Regions from separate parts of the Sus scrofa genome. Here region 2 is linked to region 1. A link is a contact called in public Hi-C data. All regions are on one chromosome and are shown on one strand. Each heading gives the region's core, a stretch centred on a gene start, on an enhancer-like site or on the middle of the called end of the contact. The rest is flanking DNA. Distances are from core to core; before and after follow the strand shown. Region 1 has its middle 190 kb from the start of RREB1. Region 2 overlaps LOC102165101 (a long non-coding RNA gene).

The links. A called contact is a pair of places that touch in the nucleus more often than the background predicts.
Region 2: a Hi-C map of liver shows a contact between it and region 1, with 1.8 times the contacts expected there. The contact joins two enhancer-like sites. A contact is called at or near these places in 5 of 47 Hi-C or Micro-C datasets (liver, omental adipose tissue and skeletal muscle) and 1 of 2 datasets of contacts at active chromatin or transcription factors (alveolar macrophages).

The regions. Positions count from the first base shown.
Region 1 is chr7:4,317,733-4,322,898 of Sscrofa11.1, reverse strand. No RefSeq gene overlaps it. Among named protein-coding and RNA genes, the nearest start is that of RREB1, 190 kb to the left of the region's middle. Within about 2 kb of position 2,243, at least 1 of the 83 cell types and tissues checked has an H3K27ac peak or open chromatin away from gene starts, as enhancers often do. A contact at or near this core is called in liver, where this site is marked.
Region 2 is chr7:4,406,266-4,411,913 of Sscrofa11.1, reverse strand. The region is part of intron 2 of LOC102165101 (a long non-coding RNA gene); the gene reads left to right. Among named protein-coding and RNA genes, the nearest start is that of RREB1, 100 kb to the left of the region's middle. Within about 2 kb of position 2,558, at least 7 of the 83 cell types and tissues checked have an H3K27ac peak or open chromatin away from gene starts, as enhancers often do. A contact at or near this core is called in liver, where this site is marked.

The sequences.
Region 1 (5,166 bases), core at 994-3,493:
CCCTGATTCAGCCCCAAGGCCCAGGGGCCACGTCCTCCAGAATTGCCCCAGGCGCACCCGGTTCCCGGGCAGTGGGTCCCTGTCCCCTGGAGCTGCTCCTGTGCTGCTTGCTCTTCCTGGAAGGACCCTTCTCTCTGCTCCTCCCCTGGCCCGTTCTGACTCATCCCACAGTTCTCAGCAAAGCCTCGACCTCCCAAGACTGGGCTGGGAGGCCCCGCGCCTCCGTGGCTCCTCGGGCTTCTTCCTGTACAGGATAGAACGAGTTACAGTGAGATTGCATATTCACTCATTCATTTGTTCGTTCGTTCATTCTCTACATCACCACTCGTCTAGGAGCTCTGGATAAAAAAGGAAGCTCCATGGCTCCTGCTCCTCTCAGAGGCTTACTCGCTAGTGGACGAGATAGAAATGAAATGAGATTCAGAAGTAGGATGGAGGCTGATGAGGAGGAGGATGAGGAGAGCAATAAATCGGGGTGGACGATTTGAAATACTCTGAGTGTGACATTTGAGACAGGGTGGCCAGAGGTATCCTTGCTGAGAAGGTGAGGTTTTTCTGGTGTGTTTGTTTTGTCTTTTTGTCTCTTTAGGGCTACACCGGCAGCATATGGAGGTTCCCAGGCTAGGGGTCGAATTGGAGCTGCAGCCGCCGGCCTACACCATAGCCACAGCAACGCAGGATCCTTAACCCACTGAGTGAGGCCAGGGATCGAACCCGCAACCTCATGGTTCCTAGTGGATTTGTTTCCTCTGCCACGACGGGAACTCCAGAAGGTGGTTTTTGAGGAAAGACTCATTTTGGTCTTTTTTGCCGCCCCACAGCAGATGGAGTTTCCGGGCCAGGGATCAGATCCAAGCTGCCGTTGGATCTGTGGCAATGCCGTATGCTTTAACCTGGCCGGGGGATTGAACCTGTGTCCTGATGCTGCAGACACGCCGCCAACCCCGTTGTGCCCCAGTGGGAACCTCTTGAGTAAAGGGTTGAGGGCAGGGAGCCATGTGAATATCTGGGAAAACATTTGAGATAAAGGAGGGAGAGACCCAGGACGGAGGCAGGGGCACAGCCTGCTGGCCGCCTGGCTGGAGGGGGGGAAGGAGGAGCGGGGAGGTGGGCAGCGGGCGTGGAGGGCTCTGGGGGCCGCAGAAGGACCTTGGCCTTTACTCTGGGGGCAGTGGGGGCCACCCGGAGTGCTGGGCAGGGGGCAGCATGACCTGACTGGAGTTCGAGACTCATCCCGGCTGTGACGTTACTACTCCCCAGTCCGCAGACAAGCTCGCTGGGTCTTTCTGACCTGTATTCTCAGGACAGGGCTTTCTGGGTGGCAGAGGACCTCAGGGCATGTGTTGTGAATGAACGAGGAATGAATGAATGTGGAATGAATGTGGAATGAATGAGTGGATTCGTAAATGAAAGCCATCTCCCAGCGACTGGCTTCTGGCTCCTTGCTCCTCCGGGCTCTGGGAGTCTTCTTGATGTCAAAGGGAAGCTCTGGTAGCAGGTGCTGCCAGCACCCAAGTTCCTGGGGCGCTTGGCTGCCTGCTTGGGTGTTGCTATGGCAGCAACACACATCCAAACCAGTTTTCCTTGTTGCCACCGAGAGCGCTGCTTCACAGATCCTTGTGACCCAGAGGGAGGATTTCAGGGTGTATTACACAGCGTTGACCTTGGCCCTGCCCTGTGGCACATTCTGCTCCGTGACACTGATGAGGCCACAGAGTTACCACCAGCTGCAGCTGCAGGTGGGAGTGATGGGTGATTTGTTGATGGACAGACTCAGGATTTAAAACCATCTTTGTAGTTTCCAGCCTAGAGATCCTATCCATAAGAGAGGGTGAAATAGGGAGCCATGGAAGGTTCTGTGTCAAAGCCAAAAATCAACTGCAAGAAAGGAAATTAGGGATGTGCAGCTTTAGTTGGTGGTAAGCGCTATCTGAGATGGACTGTGGAACAGTTGTCAAAAGCCCTAAAGCAATCTGAGAAGCCGTTCTAGCCGTGTATTCATAGATGCCCATTACCTGACCGGGTAGGGCCACGCCTAGGACCTCAGATCCAGTCCTGGCTAGCACCTGGGAGGCGATGGAGTGCACGGTTGGTGCTTGGAGGAGTCTGGGGTGGGGCTTGGTAGTGCTCTTCAAATATCTGAATTATTAGGGCAGGCGCCCTTGGGTTTGAGGGTTATTCTGAATGACCTTAAGGTATTGCAACACGGCCCATTGGATATCAGCTCAACATGGGAACACAGTCCAGACAGCAGATGGGTTGGCCCAGACCTCTCATGCCTTGGGCAGGGGGTGGGAGTGGAAGAGCCAATGGGCAGGAAGAATTAAGCATCCGATAACACTTTTACTAGGTAATTCAAACAAGCAAAAAACAAGCCTTTCTTCCTGGGGTTGCCCGCATTTGTGCTTCTCTATTACTAGAATGGTAGAATCTAGTGGGAGAATCTGCTAGTTATTTAATATCCGTTTTTGCTTTTTCCTTGGTAACAGAACACAGTATTTTTGACACGTGTTTCCAGAAGAAGGGCTACTTTTTTACAACCTTCCTTGGAACTAGGCATGGCCAGGGGGTGCCCGTGTGGGTTGTGGCCAGTGGACTAAAAGCAAACGTATCATGTTCAAATTCTGGGAATTAGTAGTAAAGAGAGAGTATATACTCTTATTTCCTCTTCCTCCTTTCTGTAGACTGGAATGTGGATGTGGTGGCTGGAGCTCAAGTAGCCATTTTGGGCCATGAGGTGGAAGTTCTGTGTTGATAAGATGCCTGCGTTCCTGGTAACTGGCTGTTACTGCAATCCCCAAATGCTATGTCTATTCTTTATTTATGTAAAGGACACACAAAGGAACAGCACTGAAATGAAGGACATGGATTCTCCCATTGGATTGCTTTGCTTCAAATTCCAGCGCCACTACTTGCTAGCTCTGTGCACTTGGACATGTTTCTTAACCTCTCTGTGCCTGTTTCTAAATTTATAAGCTAGGAATAATGATAGTAACCATGTAATTTTTTTTCTTTCTTTCTTTTTTTTTTTTTTGGTATTTTTCATTTCTTGGCCACTCCTGCGGCATATGGAGGTTCCCAGGCTAGGGGTCGAATCGAGCTGTAGCTGCTGGCCTACACCAGAGCCACAGCAACTCGGGATCTGAGCCGCGTCTGCAACCTACACCACAGCTCACGGCAACGCCGGATCGTTAACCCACTGAGCAAGGGCAGGGACCAAACCCGCAACCTCATGGTTCCTAGTCGGATATGTTAACCACTGCGCCACGACGGGAACTCCTAACCATGCAATTTTTGAAGTGGGTTGAGAGAATACATTTGGAAATATGGGACAGTGATTGACACACAGAAATATTTGATACACGTTTGCTGTCGTCATTACATAGACATGGGCCACATCTTTTTTTGCTCATCCTTCGCCCCTCCGCACACTTAGACACTACGAGTGGTGCTGGGTCCCTTTCCCCTCTCTGCACGCTCATTTGATGACTTCCATTAACATTCCAGAAAGACGAAAAGCAGCAGCATAAGAACAGTTGAAATGCAGTTTATGTTTACACGTTCAAGATTTTTTCTTAAGACATTCTGCCTTAGGCATGGGGTTGAGGAATTGTTTCTAGAAGAGTGCATCGTTGGGATTTGCCGTGTGTTCTGAGTCCCTTCACTGTCCTGGGTATTACGTTTTAGACTGTCTGTGGATATGGATTTCAGAGTGATGAGTAGTACCTGGCACCTCCAGGAAGAGTCCACCTCTCTGCCGGAGGTGTCTTCCCAAGTTTCTTAAGCTGAGATGCTCCCAGCTTAGAGGGGAAGGCAGACGTACTTCCCGTAGTCTCCGGACATGCCTCTTCTTATGTCTGGCTCCCTGGGCCGTGGGTGTCAGGAGGTGAGTAAGAGTTTGCCAGGAAGCAAAGGAGGATCGGCACTTCTGGGAATTTACCCCCGGGGGCCTGCCCGTGCGTGGAAGGACGTGAGCACGGTTGTTCTCGGAGCACCGCTTGCCAGAGCGGAAGTCTGGACCCGTGTGTCCATCTGCAGAGGGCTAGGTAATTGACAGACACCCCGAAGTGGAATACTACACAGCTGGAAAAAGAAGGGGCTGCGGTCAGGGCTCTGAGAGGACAGGCTTTCCAGAACATACTGTGATGCAAACTAAGCAAGGAGCAGTAAGCATCTAGAGCGGGCTGTGTTTTGTGCAAGGAAGGTTGCAGGGGATAGAATATATATCCATATTGCCCGATATCTGCCGGAAGCCCCGCCACATAAACAAGGAACGGATGGACATGATCTGGAGGTGGGGGGGGGGGGAGGAAGAGCCAGCGGGGGAGCCCGACTTCCTCATCGCTCTTGCCGTGTTGATTTTCTCGCCGTGCAAATGTGCTGTCTGCTCCAGGCAGTAAAATGAACTGGAATGAGAAAAGAGAAGGACAGTCCCGGCCGAGAGCACCATGTGCACCCGGAGACCTGGAGCAGCAACAACCGGGGAACAGAGCCCCCCAAAACTGCATCTGATGTCCCTCTGGCCAGGCTTCCAGAACTGTTGGCAGGTCTCTGTGATTTCTGGACACCTCCGGGAATCTAAATTCCTTGGAAGTGTGGGGCCTTGTCAGCCTCGTTCACCACCACACACAAACTAACGCTGGTTGGCGGATAGTAAGGCCTGAGATGCGCGCCAGCATCTTCTGAAGGAAAAGCCCCTTCTCCTTCCAGAAGCTTGTCCTGCTTCTCGGCAGGGGGCCTGTGCTCTTCCTTTCTTCAGTTTGCCGGACCAGGAATCATTCCTTCTCTCTTCAGGGAAACAAAAAGCGATGGCTGACTGGTCACAGAGGAATTATATCCTTAAACAGAAACCATAGCTGGACTTCCCTGGGGATGCAGCGGGTTAAGGGTTTGGTGTTGTCACTGCTGCGGCTCAGGTCACTGATGTGGTGTGGGCAGTGGGAACTTTTGCAGGGTGTGAGTGTGGCCAAAAACAAACAAACAAACAAACAAACAAACAAAAAAACGAGAGAGAGGGAAAGAGAGAGAGAGAGAGAGAGGGAGAAAACCATAGCTGTGAATAATATAATTAGATGTGAATGTGAATTTACATGCATCATACATAAGAATGTAGGTAAGCTTATTCTTACACATATGGACAGCTACATGAAACACACGCTGGATTAG
Region 2 (5,648 bases), core at 1,309-3,808, 89 kb before region 1:
CAGGTTAAGGACCCAATGATGTCTCGGTGAGGATGTGGGTTTGATCCCTGGCCTCGATCAGTGGCTTAAGGATCCGGTGTTGCTGTGGCTGTGGGGCAGGCTGGCAGCTGCAGCTCCGATTCCACCCCTAGCCTGGGAACCTCCATATGCCACAGGTGGGGCCATAAAAAGAAAATCAACAAACAACAACATCCCAAAATGCTGTCCCCAAAAGTTGGGTGCTCCAGGGGCAGCCCAGGGCTCTTTGTGTATGGTCGTGTTCTGGGGAGTGAGGGCTTCCTGTGTACCTGCCAGGAGCCAGCCAGGGGGGGGTCCTTAAAAGACCATAGTCATAGTGAGACAACCCCAGGTACCAAGACTGAGTCTGGGAGACCAGGGAGAAGGCCTGACACAAAGACACCATGTCCTGGGGCGGGGGGCAGGGGCGGGTGGGAGAGGTGGGGCTGGCTGGCGAGCCCTGCAGAAGGTCTACCTGGCCAGGCTTGGACAGGAGCCGGGGAGGGAAGGCGCACAGCCAGGTGAGCCTGGGCTCTCTGGGTGGGATGTCTCCTTGGCAAGTGTACAGAGCTGGGAGTGAGAAAAGAGCCAAAGCAGCACCGGGGGAGGCGGGGGGACGAAGGTGGGAAGTTAGAGTCACTTGTCAGGACTGCGGGGAGATGACTTCCCTGGAATCCGGAGCTGGGAGGACAGGACTGGGGTGACGATAAAGACTTGGGAGTGTGGGGACTTGACGCTGCGGGTGAGATGCCCAGGGGAGAGCGTGGAGGGAGGAGGAGGGGTGGAGGAGGGGGTGGAGGAGGGAGGAGGAACTCCCATGTCCTCTTTTTAAAATCTAAACTTAGAGCTCCTGGAGTTCCCGTCGTGGCACAGCGGCAACGAATCCGACTAGGAACCATGAGGTTTTGGGTTCAATCCCTGGCCTCGCTCAGTGGGTTAAGGATCTGGCATTGCCGTGAGCTGTGGTGTAGATCGAAGACGTGGCTTGGATCCCATGTTGCTGTGGCTCTGGTGTAGGTCAGCGGCTACAGCTCCGATTAGACCCTAGCCTGGGAACCCCATATGCCACAGGTGCAGCCCTAAAAGACAAAAAGATGGAAAAGAAAAAAAACCTTGGCTCTCCTGCCAATGGTTAAGAATCCAACTGCAGTGGTTCACGGCCGCTGTGGAGGCGTGGGTTTGATTCCTGGCCAGGTGCAGTGGGTTAAAGGATTCGGCAGCTCAGATTCAATCCCTGGCCCGGGAACTTTCCTATACCTCGGGTGTAGCCATAAAAAAAGAAAAGTTAAATAAAAGCTGCAATCTAAACCACTGGTGTTCCACCTAGGTAACAACAGCATGGGAGACGTTTGGGGGCTGACAACTGTGTCTTTGTTAACTTTCCTGTGTAACTCTGTCAGAAGCTCTTTAAGGCTGGGGCTCCATTTTATTTTCTTGTTTTCTCTGATTTTTTTTGGCTGCGCCTGTGGCATGCAGAAGTCCACCTGCCAGGATGGAACCCACACCATAGCAGTGACCAGGCTGGATCCTTAGCCTGCTGTGCCGCCAGGGAACCTCAGGGACTCCAGTTTGTATCCTCGCCCCGCTCTCTCTGCATTAGTTAAACCCCTAACAACTTCCCCTCCAGGGCAGTGGGATGCCTAGTGGGAGATTCTGGGCCAGGAGGAACATTTTGACCAGAGGACAAAGTTCGTGGTCCCCTCAGAAGAGTCCTCTCTCTACCCATGTCCTCCTGCCAGCACCGGGACTCACTGAATCCACATTTCTTGGGTCTGCTCGGTGATCCCAAACCCTGATTCCATGAACAGCCTGAAAGGAGACCTCATTGGCTTTACCTCTGAAAACCTGTGGTTTTACTAAAAATAAGAAATGGGAGTTCCCGTCATGGCTCAGTGGTTAACGAATCCGACTAGGATCCATGCGGTTGCAGGTTCGATCCCTGGCCTTGCTCAGTGGGTTAAGGATCTGGTGTTGCCATGAGCTGTGGTGTAGGCCAGACGAGGCTCGGATCTGGTGTTGCTGGGACTCTGGCGTAGGCCAGCAGCTACAGATTTGATTAGACCCCAGATTAGCCTGGGAATCTTCATATGCTGCAGGTGCAGCTTAGAAAAGACAAAGAGACAAAAAGACAAAGAAAAAAAAAAAGAAATGGGTGAACACTTTTTTGTTGTTATTGTTTAAATAAATCGACACAAAAGCAACAAATAAAAATAAGCTGGATGTTGAAGCAGCATGTTGAAAATAAAGCACCAGGCTATTGCTTATTTGGGGAAAAATATTAAAATCCATGAATCCCATTGTAATTGGCGATCAGCACCAGGAAGCCTGGTTCGAGGCCTTCCATAGCGAAGCTGCTGGAAGGATGGCTGAGGGGTGTTGGAAAATGTTTTCTCTCCTGCTGGGCTTATCTGCCAGGAAAGGAGCTGCTTATCACGGAGGTGGATGTTTTTACCAGGCAGCCTCTGAACTTTAACCCACTGTTGCAACCGGGGTCACCGCCGAAGGGGCAGGAGCCAGGCCCCTGTGCGGATCATGTGACCAGGAGCCTGGTGTCAGCCTGGTGCTCTGACCTGCGGGCTGGGGAGAGGTGTCAGCGCCTGGTGGTGGGCCCTGGCTCGTGGACACAGGGTATGCTGCAGTGGGAAGCGGCGACTCCTGGGAGAGGCAAATGTGGTCCAGAGGGAGCAGGCTTTGTCATCAGGGCTTTCCTGGGGTGGAGGTGGTGGCACTCACCCTTGAACGGACCCATCCGGCTCCCCATTCTGGGTTGCATGCCCTACAGTCTTTGCCCAGTTGCTGGGCCCTGGCTGATTTTGCTCCTTGTCCAATTTGTCCTTTCATAGTGGCATGAACCAGGAGGTGCCGTCAGCCTGCGCCCAGGCGTGTTCGGCTCACAGAAGCTGCTGGAGTTCCAGTCTCCCAGCCCAGGCCTCTGTTTCAGGGCTGTGCCTCCCAACCGGGGCTGGCTTGGCCCCCCTCTCTCTTCGCCCTCCCCCTGCCATGAGAGTCCATCCCCCACTGCCAACAGCTCAGCGTGGAGAGTGGCTTTCTTGGAACAAGAAAGGGGGTTCCAAACCTCGCTGGGGGCGGGGGTATCAGAGCTGAGCGGATGGGTGTGTCCGTTCTGTGTCTCCAAAGCGGTCTCAGCCCCGCGGCACATGGCCAGAGATCGGATCCCAGCTGCAGTTGCCACCTGAGCTGGGGCAACGCCAGATCCTTAATGCGCTGTGCCAGGCCGGGATGGAACCCGCCTCCCAGAGCTCCCAAGACACCACTGATCTCCTTGCACCACAGGGGGAGTTCCCTGGCATGACATTTTTGGGTGTAGAGACATCTGAAGAAGCGGGAGGGTAAACTCCCATTCAGCATAATGTAATTTTCAATCCGAGCCCCGGAGCTCTCATCGCCTCTGTGCCAAGTGGTCAAGCTGACGGTTTCCACGACCTCAAGGGCACGTAGCTTTTTCACTTTAATTCGATCTTTGGTGGGAGGCACACGGGGGCAGAAAGAAAGATGCCCCACACCTGGCTTTTCCACTTTGTTCTGGGACAGGTGCAGGGGTGAAGCAAGCCTGGGGCGGGGGCGGAGCAAGCGGAGGGGCCGGGGCCCGTGCTCCGGGAGCCCCAGGGAGCTAAGCTCAGAAACAGCTTCTGCAGGTGCTTTGCCATCCAGGAGCCTTTCGTCCTTCCTTGCTTGTGCCAGTGAGCTTTCCAGAAACCTTTGCTCCACAGCGCCCACGCTCCCTTGCGTGGGTGCTGGCGTGATTGGGAAAAGGCGGGTAAAGCCTCGGAGATGCTGAAGGCAGAGGGGCCTCGGGGCACCCTCGGCCCAGCGCGGGAGCCCGCCCGCTGCGGGAGCCCTGGAGACCCGTGGCTGCCACACAGGCAGTGAGTCAGCATCCAACCTCCTGCAGGCCCTGCGAACCCGCCAGGATGCTCACCCCCTCGGGTTAATATGCACCGTCCAGGCGGGCCCAGGCAGAACCAGGAAGGGAGGCGTGGTGTCCCCTTCTCCCGGGCCCAGCCATTCGCCCAGTGTATCCCTCCTGAAGCTCATTTTCTCTCTCCCTACTGCCCAGGTGTTTAAGCGAAACACTGCAGCTGGCTTGCCGCCCCACCCCCCCCGCCGCCCCCGGGAGGGGGGCAAGTGTGTTTGTGATTTTTTTCAGAGGTTAAGAAGGGCTTTGGGGTCAGAGCTGGGTTAGAGGTCGAGGCCCACGGTCCACGGCTTTAAGGCCTTGGGAGGGCGGTTTTCTAAGCCTCCGTTTCCTCATCAGAGGAAAACAGACCCCACGGTGTGTACAAAAGTACCGAGGTGGGGTAGCTATTATCTTTCTTTTTTATGAATGGCTGTTTCCCTTGCCTCTTCCCCCAGAACGTGGCCTTCCTGCCACTGACCTAATAGGGGAACTTCTCAGCAAATGTGTCTTGAAGCATGTAGGTGGAATTCTATGCACATGGTGAGTGGTGCGTTTTCTTTCCCTGGGTGGTGTGAGAGCGGAGGGTGGCTGTGTGCACAGAGGTGGGGGACCACGCAGCAGGTGCTGTGCCAGGTGTGTCACAAGTGCTAAGGGGCTGCAAAGGGTCGAGTCCCCCCAGAGGGGCCTTCTTTAGTGATCCCACATCCCTTGGTGGGCCTCAGACACCTAGATTTTTTTTTAAGGGCCGCATATGGACGTTCCAGGCTAGGCATAGAATCAGAGCCGCAGCTGCCAGCCTACACCGCAGCCACAGCAATGCAGGATCTGAGCAGTGTCTGCGAGCTACACCACAGCTCACAGCAGCACCAGGTCCTTAACCCACTGAGTGGGGCCACAGATGGGATCTGCATCCTCATGGATCCTAGTCGGTTCATTACTGTGGAGCCATGATGGGAACTCCCTGAGACGCCTAGACTGTGAGTGAAGACTCCAGCCTTGGGGATTTGGGCAAAAGAGTGATGAAGTGGGGCCGTGTCCTGTTGCATCGCCTGTCCTTGGAGGCTTAGCACTCACTGACAGATAACCAGGCTTGGCCAGATGACTCACGGGGGTGGCTTAAGTCCTTCCGGGATTGTTCATGGCCAGCTCTCTGGAAATTGAGGAAAACAAGCAAAAAGAGGAAGATGCGTTTGTTTGCTGGACAAATATTTACCAAGCACCACGATGTGACAGCCTGTCCTGAGCCACAGAAGATGCAGAGCCTTGAGCAAGACGGGCAAGTTCCAGTTGTCCTGCAGCGACGATTCCAGTGAGAGCGGACAGGAAATAAATAAGGCTTCCAAATAAATAAACAAGGGACCTCTGAGAGCAGTAAGCACCCTGAAGATAAAGAACTAGGCAGGGGTTCTCACATTTGCACGTGCATCAGACTCACACGCAAGGCCAGTGAAAACACAGACGCCGAGCCCCACCCCTGCCATGTGGTTCTGGTTCCATGTGTCTGAGGAGGCCTGGATAATGGGCCTTTCTGTCACGTTCTCAGGTGATGCCAATGGTCCATTTGTTGAGAATGACGGCCTAGGGTCTCCCCTCTCTACTCTCTCCCTGTTCAGAGGAACCTTTGGAATCTCATTGCTCTGGGGGACTGACCGTCTAGGGGCCTCAAGGCGTGACGCTAGTCTGTGGCCTAGAATAGTCCCATCTGTTTGGTAGTTCCCATGGAGCAGCAGTT